3 separate regions of the Mus musculus genome follow, and regions 1 and 3 are each linked to region 2. The links are chromatin contacts, called in public ChIA-PET and Micro-C maps. All regions are on one chromosome and are shown on one strand. Each heading gives the region's core, a stretch centred on a gene start, on an enhancer-like site or on the middle of the called end of the contact. The rest is flanking DNA. Distances are from core to core; before and after follow the strand shown. Region 1 overlaps Ect2l (epithelial cell transforming sequence 2 oncogene-like). Region 2 holds the start of Heca (hdc homolog, cell cycle regulator). Region 3 overlaps Reps1 (RalBP1 associated Eps domain containing protein).

Region 1 (3,685 bases), core at 243-2,742, 250 kb before region 2:
GGGGAGGGGAGGGACAGAAGAAAGAAGGAAGGTCACGAGTAACCCAAGAGATCTTACGTCTGGTCACCCGTCTTCACCAGAGCAGAATGGACGTGGGGGTGGGCAGGGGCAGGACAACGCACGCATCCCTGTATACTAAGAACACCCATGTCCTCTCTAATCCACTCACTTACTCTTTCCGTGTGGCCCCTGCAAGCCGTTGGGTGAGGAAATCTCACTTGGTGTAGTCTGTCAAGAAACCTGGCTGTGAAGTTTTTCAGAGACAACATACTTCCAGCTTCAATTAGAGCCCAGCGCAGCAGCATCTCCTTGAGTTTGGAAACTCATTTTAAAGGAGAGCATTTGCACGTGGCAATGGGACGTTGTTTTAAGAACAAGCATCGCCCAGGGATGGTATAACACCAAAGCAGAACGAGAACAGACTCTTCAGGACCTTGCTAGCGCCATCACTGCTGTGGGCTTTGTCACCAGGGAAGGATGCGACTTGAACTGAAGACATGGGCAAGGTAAAAATTCTAGCCAAGGACAGAGCAGAGTGGCTGGAAATCACCATGAGGCGAGGGGATTCTGTCTAAACGAAGCTAGCAGGCTCCTGCTGGAGACAGGCAGAAGATCAGACACCTTCCCTCCCCTCTTCCTCCAAACACCGAAGGATCAGGAACCCGATCAGATTTCCAGGGTGATCAAGTATCAAGCGTTGGGATTTGTTCTGAAATGACTTAGCAATGTTCTTTGCTAAGACTAGATTCTACCAAGGAGCCCACCCAGATGGACAAAGGAGAAGGCTCGGGAGCTGAGAAGGTAGAACTTTGTCAGAAAAGGAGCAGGCAGTGTTCAGAGACAAGGCGTACCTCTGTACTGCCAACTATTGTATCTGGACAGGCAGAGAGTCTGGAAGTTTGGGTCATTTTGTCTCTTCCTTCCCACTAAGGACCATGTTCTGAGCATCCGCCAACGCTCTACACCATTAGAGCAATCATAAAATATCCTCATTCACGGCTGAGACGTTTTGTAGGGATTGATGAAGCTATTAAAAAACCTGCAAGTTTATTTATCTATATTTATTTTATATATATATGGGTATGTTTACCTGCATATATGTTTGTGTACTACAAATGTGTATTGCCTTCAGAGGTCCCAAGAGGGTATTGAATCTTCTGGGACTGGAGTTACAGGCATTTGTGAGTCACCACGTAGGTGCTGGGAACAGAGCCTGTCCCTTTGTAAAAGCACTCAGAGCCCTTAACCACTGAGCCATCTCTCTAGGCTCCTCCCAAACAAGAAATGGTTAAGTTTAAAAGCAAAGGGGAAACCAGACTCCTGAAGCTGTCGTGTAGGGGGAGAGGTGGAGACCAGTGGACGTGTTAAGCAAGTCTTGCATGGAAGTTCTCAGTCCCTACATTCTCAGTGGCTCAGTTCTATTGTGTTTAAAGTCTCCCTGAATCACGTAGAACCACCACACACGTGATGTTATCACCTACGGTACCTTGTTTGTCTAAACTGCTCTTATGTCGAGAGCTAGCCGCAGTACATCTCCAGTGTACAGGAGAGTGTGATTGATGTGGAAGGCAGGAAACTGTTGTGGGAAATATTTAAAAGAATGGCAAGTTCCCGAGCTACACCCAGCTACTCTCCGCCCTGTGGTCTCGAGCCGCCTCTAGCTAGGCAGTCTTCCCTTCTTCAGTTTGCCAGCCTCCTAGCCTCCTGTACCTTCTCAGCCATAAACCCCTGTGGCTGATGGTCCCAAATTCCAGTAACCCAGTAAATCAAAACTCTAGAATCTTATAATGAATCAGTCAGATTTATATATCAATACATTCTCAATTCACAAGATGCCCACACAGTAATTTCAGAGACAATTAATGATACAAGCGGTCCACCTAGATTAGACAAATTACCCCAGTTATTCTATCCTCCTCTTATAGTCACAGCTACCTGTGGCTACTTAAAGCCACACAGAATCTGGATCGTCTTCCTCCTGCTCCATCTTCCTTCCTTCCTCTACCTGTCTCCTCCTTCTCTGTCTCTGCAACTCTTATGTCTCTTTTCCATGTCCAATCACAGGCTTCTTGTTGTACTAATATATACAGTGATAGGACAGGGAAAATTCTGCTACGGAAATCGTCCCTTGTCTCTTCTCCATTTCCACCGAGGCTTTACATACTTCATTACCTTCCCACCAGAGCCATTCTGTTGTTTCTCTTTTCTCTGCCCACAATCCCACTCTGGTATTAAATGCCCGAGTATTGCTGATTACTGCACACCCAGGGGCCTGAAGGTTGAAGGCATCTCAGGATTGGATTGAATTCATTCCTGAGAGTGTTTGGTGGAAGAGAGGCCCTTTTGACAGTAATTCTGCCCAAGAGATGTTAGCAATGTCTGCAGAGTTTCTCGGGGTGCTTCCCCCCCCCCATCTTATACTTTAGCAGGAGCGTAAGGATGTGCATGGGCCCTCTCCCACCCCATGGTCTCTGTTGTGTGAAGATTTATTGCTCAAATTAGTCCTTGGGGAAAACATTTCAGGGGACAAGACGGAGGAGCACAGGTTGAGGATGACAAAGTTGAAATGTAGGAATCCTGGCCCCGTGATGACATCATCGAGTCCTAAGTTTTGAAGCTGCCCTGATTAGGGAGTCTAAGTTGTCTTGGGTCATCTGAGCTCTCCAGAATGAGGCAAAAAGCATTTAGCAGTCACACAGATGTGAAAGAGCCCATCAGACCCACACACGTTGTCCAAGGAGTTCATCAGAGCTACGAGCTTTCCTAAAACGACCACGTGCTTATTCTGTGCTTCTAACTTGACAGCAGCAGCAGCAGAATCTGCCCTAATGGCTGCTGCTTCGTCCATGGGAGTCAGGTCCGCAAACACTGAACAAGTGTGTCCCATCAGACTGAAGTTTGTAAAGCACAGATCGTGAGCCTTGATAGCCACTTTGGCTCAAGCAGCCTGGAATAGCGTTGAGGAAACGGTTGTCACCAAGTTCCCCAGGTGATCTGGTGCACAGCCAAGGACAACACACAGTAGAAGGCTCTGCGGGGCCCCAAGGCCCCTTCTGCCTGCTGATCTCTTCCTTCCTGGAGGCGTGAACGCTGGCTACACTGCTGCCCTGGCTTTGTAAGTGCCTTTTGCATCCCACAGTGTTGAGGTTACTTGTTGGTTTTTAGAATATACTTCATTATGTAGATGGCCCTAAACTTGATTGGAATAATTAAGGAGACTTTATTCCCGCATCACTGAAAATTCCAGGGATAGATCTGGTTGCAGTTGAAGCCTGGTTCCAGTAGTAAAGCTGGAGTTTGGTTTCTCTCTTTCTCTGCCTTTAGTATTGCCTTCGGCAATCTTGGCTCCTTACATACCCTCAGTGTGTCTGCAGGGGAAGAAATTGAATTATCTGAGGTTTTGTTTTTACTGGACTAGCTTATAGGTCCAGACCAGCACCTCCCCAGCCCCAGAGCCCTTCGAAGGCTAGTATCAAGATGACTTGAACTCCTGATTCTCTTGCTCCCACTTCCCGAGTGCTAAAGCTAAAGCCATGTGACACAGTGCTCAAGTGTGTGGTTCTGGGATCAAACCAAGGGCTTGCCAGGCAAGCATTCTGCCAACTGAGCCATGCCCCTAGCTCAGGGCAGCTTCTGGCTGACTGCAATGGCCAGGAGATTGAGCCACATACATTAACTTAGCCTC
Region 2 (3,654 bases), core at 622-3,121:
AAAAACTGTGCACAGACACACATATCTATAGTCCCAGAGCTGGGAGGCAGAGAAAAGTGGATCCCTGGAACTCACCAGCTGGTCATCTAATATGTCCGTGAGCTCCAGGTCCATAAGAGACCCTGCCTCCAAAAAATAAGGTGGAGAGGAATAAAGGAAGACACCTGATACTAATCTCCAGCACACACATCTCTCTTCCACCTCTCCCTCCTTCCTTCCCTATCTATCTTAGCTATCATTTGGGCCTTCTAAAGAATTACTTTCCTTTAACATATAGTGTACTGCGTCCAACTAGCAATTGCTCTCAAGAATACAGTGTTGCTCCAGGCTCTGCCCATCAGAATCCTGGCTAGGAAGTCATGTGGATGGCTCTTCTCTGAGCAATTCCTTGGCCATCTTTCTAGACCCTTCAACCTAGCCACAGTGCCTTGCCTCAACAGTCCAGTCGATTAAAGATCACGCCATAGGAAGAAGACACTGTAAACGAGTTCAGTGTTTTTCTGTAGTCATGGATCAAGAATGTCATTTATACATTCACCAAGATCAGTTCAGTTGTTTCTTACGGCACCCAAGATAAAAATATGGCTGTTTCATGCGAGGGAACAGAGGAAAATTATTTAAGCATATACATTGCCAACGTAATCAGAGGTAGACAGGAGAAATAAACTGTGATACTCGGGACAGCTCTTCTGGTAAGGTATGGGATCATTCTGAAGAAATGAGCTGAGATCAGAAGGGTGGAAAGGAGCGGGTCTTTGAAAGGGGCAGAAGAGAGTGCAGAAAAGGAGATTACATCAAACTCTTCCCAGGAACCCTGTGCTCTCATCTCTTTTTCTTTCTTTCCGTTTTTCTTCTTTAATAATAGATTTTTAATACACTATATTCTGCTCTTCTTTCCCCTTCTCCAGCTCTGCCAAGATCCTCTCCACCTCCCTTCCCAGCCGAATCCACAGCTTTCCTGCCTCTTCTTAGAAAACAAATATGCATCTAAATAATAATAAAATAGATAAGATGAAAACAAACACACAATATAGGACAAAACAAACAAATGAAAAAGCATGAGAAAGTCATATAGATGTATTCGTTCAGTGAGGAATTCCACAAAAAACAGAAAACTGGAAGCCATATGTCTATACAAAAGACCTAAAAAGATTACACATATATATATATATATCCCTGACAAAACATTCTGAGACAAAGAACCTCTTAAGATTCAACTGAGTCTCTTTTGTGTTGGCCATCTACTGCTGAGCATGGCTGTGCCCTCACTTCTTCACCTCTGATGTCCTCCTCACAACCCGGCCGTTCTCTCCAGACAACTCAGTCTTCTTTGTGCAGCCTGGCTCCTCCTGGCTGGCTCTGCTTCTGACAGAACCGACAGAACCCTTGGGTCTCTGGTTGGTAGGTCTGGGCTAAATAAGCTTTCCACCACGAGACTGAAGAATTCCCATACAGGAGCTCAACTGCACTCTCCAGAAACTCCTATCTTACCATTGTTGAGCCGCAGAGCCATTGAGCGAATTATTAATCCGAAACCCTTTGTTTTGCTCTCCTGTTCTAGTCACCTGTTTGTTTTTCCAGACCACGTTGTCAGGTTTAGCTCCAGTAAGGTCAGAAGGCCAGTTAACAACTTCACGAACACTGCCTGGCTCCCAGTCGTGGCTGTCAGCACACGCGGGAAGCCCGCCAGCCTCCCTCTCCCAAGAAGGCGCCTGGATGACGTCACCCAGAGCCGAGGGCTGAGCGCCGAGCGTGACGTCACGGGGGCGGAGCGAGTTGCCGTGAGGTCACTGGGTGGGCGGGGCCGGGCTCAAGCCCCAGTGTCGTCACGGGCGGGGGCGGGCCTGGAGCGTGTCAGCGCAGCCGAATCAAAACAAGCCCGAGACCCGCCTTTTCCCTCGGGCTCCTCCGCGTCTCGCTCTGCTCGGGGGCCCGTTGCGCCCGCGCGGCTGCGAGCCTCGGGTGGCCGCGCGTGGCCGCGCCGGCTTCTGCCGCGGAGGGCGCGGCGGCCGGAATGTCGCGGCGAGGGCCGCGCGGCGGGGCGGGCGCCTGAGGAAGAGCGGCCGGCCCGCGCTCTCCGTGGCCGCCCCGGTGCGGCGGGGGAGCCGCCTTCGTGGGCGCCGGGGACCGGGACACCCGCGAGCGGGCCGGGGAGATGCCCAACCCCAAGAACAGCAAAGGCGGCCGCAAAAACAAGCGCGCCAACAGCAGCGGGGACGAGCAGGAAAATGGAGCCGGGGCCTTGGCGGCGGCGGGTGCGACAGGCGCGGCGGCCGGAGGGGCCCTGGCGGCGGCGGCGGCGGGCTGCGGGGCGGCGTCGCCCGGCGCGGTGGGCACCGGCGGCGCGGCGGGCCCGGGAGGTGCGGGCACGGGCGCCGCCAACGCCACCGTCGCTGCGGGGGCTGCAGCCGCGGGAGACGCTAAGAATGGTAAGACGACAGCGGCGGGGCGAGCGCCAACTTCCTCACCGACGGGCGGGCGGGCGCGGTGGCGGGGCCCTGGGTGGCGCGGGCGGCGCGTGGACAATGCGAGTCAGGAAGTGCTCGCCCCGCCCCACCGCCCCGCGCTGCCTTTCCTTTCGTGGTCCCCACGCGGAGCGGCGTGGACCGGGGCTGCGGGCCCCGCGGCGGCGCTCCGGTTGGTGCCTGCTCCCCGTGGTGCCCGCGCGGGCTGAGTCTGAAATGTCCCGGGTTGGTGGGAGCGAGGCAGCGGGCAAGCAGGAAAAGGAGCCCAAGTTAGAATGATCCGATTGGAAACTTCCCTGCTCACCGCGACCCACCCACCCACCATTGCCCCCAAAGAAGAAAAGCTGCAATTCCCAGCAGATGTAGGCCTGTTGCCTGATTGCCACAGGTGGAGAGAGAGAGAGAGAGAGAGAGAGAGAGAGAGAGAGAGAGAGAGAGAGAGAGAGAGAGAGAGAGTGTGTGTGTGTGTGTGTGTGTGTGTGTGTGTGTGTGTGTGTGGTGTTCATTTAATTCTCTTGTCTTGCTCGAGGAAGGAAGAGAATCTGAACTTGACTTCCGTTCCCAACCTGAAGTGTTTGGGTGTCTTTTTCTTTTTTTTCTCTCTCTTTCTTTCTCTCTTTTCTTCCTTTTCTTCCTTTCCTTCTTTTCTCTTTCTTTCTTTCTTTCTTTCTTTCTTTCTTTCTTTCTTTCTTTCTTTCTTTCTTTCTTTCTTTCTTTTCCTGTCCCTTGTATAATTGTTTCACATTTGTTTTTCTGAAGAAGCCCTGATAATTTCATGAGCGCTTGAATGATCCTTTAGAAGGGAGGAATGCAGGTAATAGCTAAGGTGTGACAGGATTTTCCCTTCTTACCACAGGATGCCTGACATTTATTTGGGCAGCTTTTAAACTTTTTTCTTCTCAGGTAGTTTTTCAGGGGAAAAAAATGTACATTTTAATGTAAGTAGATGAGAATCGTTAGAATCGTTATATTTGCTTCTTAACAGTTTTCAAAGCCATCCTCTATGTAGATGGTCTCCCATAAAAAGGGCTACAGTACTTACAAGAATGCCACAGTGATTCCCATAGGAGATAGACTACAGGCTGTTGGAAAGGGCCCCCCCCTGGCTGAGCCCCTGCAGTTTTGAAATAGGAAGATTTGTTTATTAGGAGGAGCAAACTTACACGTTTGTGAGTGTTTGATAGTGTAC
Region 3 (3,764 bases), core at 487-2,986, 140 kb before region 2:
GCAGGCGGATTTCTGAGTTCCAGGCTAGCCTGGTCTACAGAGTGAGTTCCAGGACAGCCAGGGCTACACAGAGAAAACCTGTCTCCAATAACTAACAAACAAAAAAGATATTTGAATTTTTAATCTGTATTAATTTAAAATTGAAAAGGCGCCCATATGAAAAGGTGAAATAAGAGGTGAATTAGATATTAGAAATGCCTATCACTACTAAATTTAGATCATTTTATTTTTTGGAACATTGTGGAAAGCAGCTTACCTTGAAGACATGATAAAACAAGGCTGTTTTTTGAGGGGTGGCACACGGGAGCTATGTACAATGTCTCTGTGTGAGCAGCGTGTGCACGAGTGGAGAACGGCATCAAGTCCTGCTAAGTTCCTACTTACAAAGAACCTAGAGTTGGAGATGGCTAGAGCAGAAGAGTCTGAACGCAGGCTGCTTGTACTAGGTGTTTTTAGTAAGATTCATAGACCTGACTGAAGGATAGCTGAGGCTCCTAACTTTGAGACTAGCATAATGCAGATTAAAATTCCTTGGGTGCCCACCACCATGCCCAGCTGAGCACACAGCATTCTACTACCCATTTCAGTCTGGCTCATCACTCTCTTGCTGCCAATAAATTTTGAATAAAGGATAAAAAACCGATGCTGTGTCTAAAGGCTAACCATACTCCTCTAGAACAATACAACTACAGAATCATTTTCAGAGCAAAGTATACTTTTGGCCAACATAATTACCTTCACCCCAGCTCGTTTCATTTCACTTTCATTTCAGTTCACTAAGTAGTCTTGGCTAGCCTGGAACTTGCCAGACCAGGCTTGTCTTAAACTCACAGAACTCTGTCTGCCTCCGCCTGCATGTTAGGAGTAAAGACATCCGTTTCTCAGGCATGGCTCTCTGCTTCTCTACAGTCTCATCGGAAGGACTAGGACTGTTAAGCATAACTAGTGTGTATGTGAAGAACCCAAAGTTCTCTGAAAAGAATTTATGCTTTCAATACAAGAACATAGCAGAATAAGCCTGAGGACCATGGTGAAAACTTCCAGGTGACAGGAAGCTAAGCTAATATTTTAAACTATATCCATTTGTCAGGCCTGTTAGTAAACACCTTTAACATCAGCATACAGGAGTTCCAGGGCCCGAGTTTGAGGCCAGCCTACCCTACACAGCAAGACTGACTAAAGTATCTGAATAGTCATACTTTCTCTTTTCCCCTTCTCCATGGAAAGTATAAAACTACACTTAGGCATCTCTCTTTTTACAATGTTTGTTTTCCTTGACATCAGCAAGTCTCTAATAACAGAAAAAGGTGAATTATTTAAGGCAAACATTGTAAGGTGGGCAATGAAGTTTTAGTCTGCTAATACTGCATTAATATCTCTCTTAATCAGAAACTGACTGGTTTTGTTCTGTTTTTAAGACACTCACATATTCATTCTCCCGGCCCCTACCATTTGTGTCTATACATACACACTTACACATAGACATACACACTTATTCTCTCCCCCACCCATGTGTGTCTACACATACTTGAACACAACAGTGCACATGGAAAGGTCAAAGGGCACTTCAGGAGTCTGTTCCTTCCTTCTACCACATAGGTCCAAGGGTTTCAAACAGGTTGTGGAGGTTTTGTCTTTTACTCTCTATTGTAATGCTAAGTGCAGGCCCCCAAGACCAGGAGTCTGCACATAGCCCCTATGACCCTGCCCCCAAGTTAATTCTGATTGGTGAATAAAGATGCTAACAGCCAATAGCTGGGCAGAAGGATCAAAGGAGAGGTTTAGGTTTCATGGGTTTGGGGAGAGAGGAGGATCATGAGGAAGAAGGTGCAGTAGAGGAGGAAGAAGCTGCCATGGGTTAAGGGTCAAGAGAGTGAGGTCCTGAGGGCTGCCCAATTGGAATTAAGAGCAGCCCCGATACAAAACAGTGAATAGTAACAAGGAAAGATTCTAACAGCATGGAGGACAGCAGGCAGCTGCCCAGCTATTGTGCTGTTTAGGACTTACTGTAAATACAAAGGCTGTGTGTCTTTCATCTGGGAACTCAATAACAAAAGGTGGGCTAGAAACCCCAACCTAGGTTTTAAATATTTCTACTACCAGTTATCAACACTTTTACTGGCTAATAAGCCTTCTTGCCAACTCTCTAACCAGAGTTTTGTTAATGTTTTCTGAATTAAAGTGGAGTTTTCTTAAACAAAACATTTATATTTCTTAAACAGCAGATATAAAATAAGAAAAGAGGCTGCGTGGCTCAGTCCTATAATGCCACCCGCTTGGGATGCTGAGACAGAAGAGCAGCAAACTAAAGGCCAGCCTAGGCTACAGAATGAGTTCAAGGTCAGCCTGGGCAACTTGGTGAGACACTGTCTCAAAACAAACGAAGAGTGGGGTTACAGAAAACACTTGACTTGCATGGGTAAGGCCCTATATTCACACACACACACAAAGTATAAAATAATAAAGAAGCTATATATGGAGGATATTATTTAGTGAACAGTTGTTTTACTACTGCCATCAAATACGGATCACTGAGGAGGCTAGAAAATGGAAGAGGCTGGAATACAGTTTGGACACTTGCTGCTTTTTCAGAGGACCCTAGATTGATTCACAGCACCTACATGGTGGCTCACAATTGACCTTGACTCTAGTTCCAGAAGCTCCAATGCCCTCTTCAGATTGCCATAGGCACCAGGCACAGTCATAGTGCATGGACATACATGGAGTCCAAACATTCATACAATAAAATACATAAAACTAAAACTAAAATTTAAAAAGCATGACATACATTGGTAGGTTAAGCATATTCTTCAGCATAACAGATATATAGATATGTTTTTCTAATATTTTCACATATTAATAATGTCATGACACTTCAAAGTCACAAAGGCCACTATAATATCAGAAAAACTAATAAGCACCATGAATTTGGCTTCATCTGTAATTAGAAAAATATTATCATTTTAGTTAGTTATGTATTACATATTTACCAGTGTTTATACTTTCCACTCTTAATGGAAAACCAGACTGGGCAACAGCTACAAGCTTCAAAGCAATGTAGAACTGACTTCTTCCAAAATAACCAAGTCTTGTTGCACCACAAAGCTCCATGATCTACAAAAGAATACAGCATTTACATTAAGACTTATGGCAAAAATTCTTTGTCCAACAGTAAGTAACTATCCTATTTGTTTCTATATTTCTCTACTATCTCAAGTAATAACCAATTCCCTCAAGTTTCATGTTCATATTTAAAAACAATAAGCACCAATCTTACAACAATGAAGTCAAAAGATGTACATAATTTTATTACAATGATAGTTTTTCCAGAGCTGGGTGTAGGTGGTACAAACCTCTAATCCCAGCACCTGGAAGGCAAGGCAAGAAAGTCAATATTAACATCAAACTACTTTTCCTTAAAACATGGAAGTGCTCAAGGATCCACATTAACCACTGTAGTCATTCAACTACTATCTCTACACTGGTATAGAGAATTTCAAATTATGAGATGAAATTATGTCTCAAGAAGATGAGGTAGGGACCTCCCCATCAACACCCCTCCTACCACCATGGAGATCCACTCCACTTCCCAGCTTTCCCACGGAGGACACCCAGCCCAGCAAGCTCAGCAGCTGTCAGGTCAGCCCTGTCCTTTCTGAGCTCCATCTTTCAGTCCACAAGTCTACCTGCAATGGCAGATCTGTACCTTACTCCCCAGTTGACAACTCTGCCTGCCTCTTGGGAGACCTGCTCCTCACCAGGGA

The links. Hi-C and Micro-C count contacts between places; a contact is called where the count stands out from the background. ChIA-PET counts read pairs in DNA pulled down with a chosen protein or histone mark.
Region 1: an RNA polymerase II ChIA-PET map of memory CD8 T cells shows a contact between it and region 2, with 132 read pairs. The contact joins the enhancer-like site here to the promoter of Heca in region 2. A contact is called at or near these places in 9 of 39 promoter capture datasets (the 3T3-L1 cell line, 3T3-L1-derived adipocytes, the C10 cell line and 5 more), 16 of 484 Hi-C or Micro-C datasets (CD4 T cells, CD8 T cells, CD8 central memory T cells and 8 more), 6 of 115 datasets of contacts at active chromatin or transcription factors (bone marrow-derived macrophages, effector CD8 T cells, embryonic forebrain and 3 more) and 3 of 9 other capture datasets (adipose tissue, embryonic stem cells and liver).
Region 3: a contact with region 2 is called in a Micro-C map of embryonic stem cells, with 2.8 times the contacts expected there. The contact joins the enhancer-like site here to the promoter of Heca in region 2. A contact is called at or near these places in 3 of 39 promoter capture datasets (the 3T3-L1 cell line, 3T3-L1-derived adipocytes and hippocampal neurons), 1 of 484 Hi-C or Micro-C datasets (embryonic stem cells) and 3 of 9 other capture datasets (adipose tissue, liver and pancreatic islet).

The regions. Positions count from the first base shown.
Region 1 is chr10:18,191,213-18,194,897 of GRCm38.p6, reverse strand. The region is part of intron 3 of Ect2l (epithelial cell transforming sequence 2 oncogene-like); the gene reads left to right. Among named protein-coding and RNA genes, the nearest start is that of Ect2l, 18 kb to the left of the region's middle. Within about 2 kb of position 1,492, at least 44 of the 459 cell types and tissues checked have an H3K27ac peak or open chromatin away from gene starts, as enhancers often do. A contact at or near this core is called in CD8 T cells, CD8 central memory T cells, effector CD8 T cells and 3 more, where this site is marked.
Region 2 is chr10:17,946,284-17,949,937 of GRCm38.p6, reverse strand. It overlaps Heca (hdc homolog, cell cycle regulator), which reads left to right and starts at 1,871. Exons shown (of 4, transcript NM_001033432.3): 1 at 1,871-2,429. The coding sequence starts at 2,156.
Region 3 is chr10:18,088,798-18,092,561 of GRCm38.p6, reverse strand. Reps1 (RalBP1 associated Eps domain containing protein) reads right to left here. Exons shown (of 20, transcript NM_009048.2): 2 at 2,991-3,114. Among named protein-coding and RNA genes, the nearest start is that of Reps1, 35 kb to the right of the region's middle. Within about 2 kb of position 1,736, at least 12 of the 459 cell types and tissues checked have an H3K27ac peak or open chromatin away from gene starts, as enhancers often do. A contact at or near this core is called in embryonic stem cells, where this site is marked.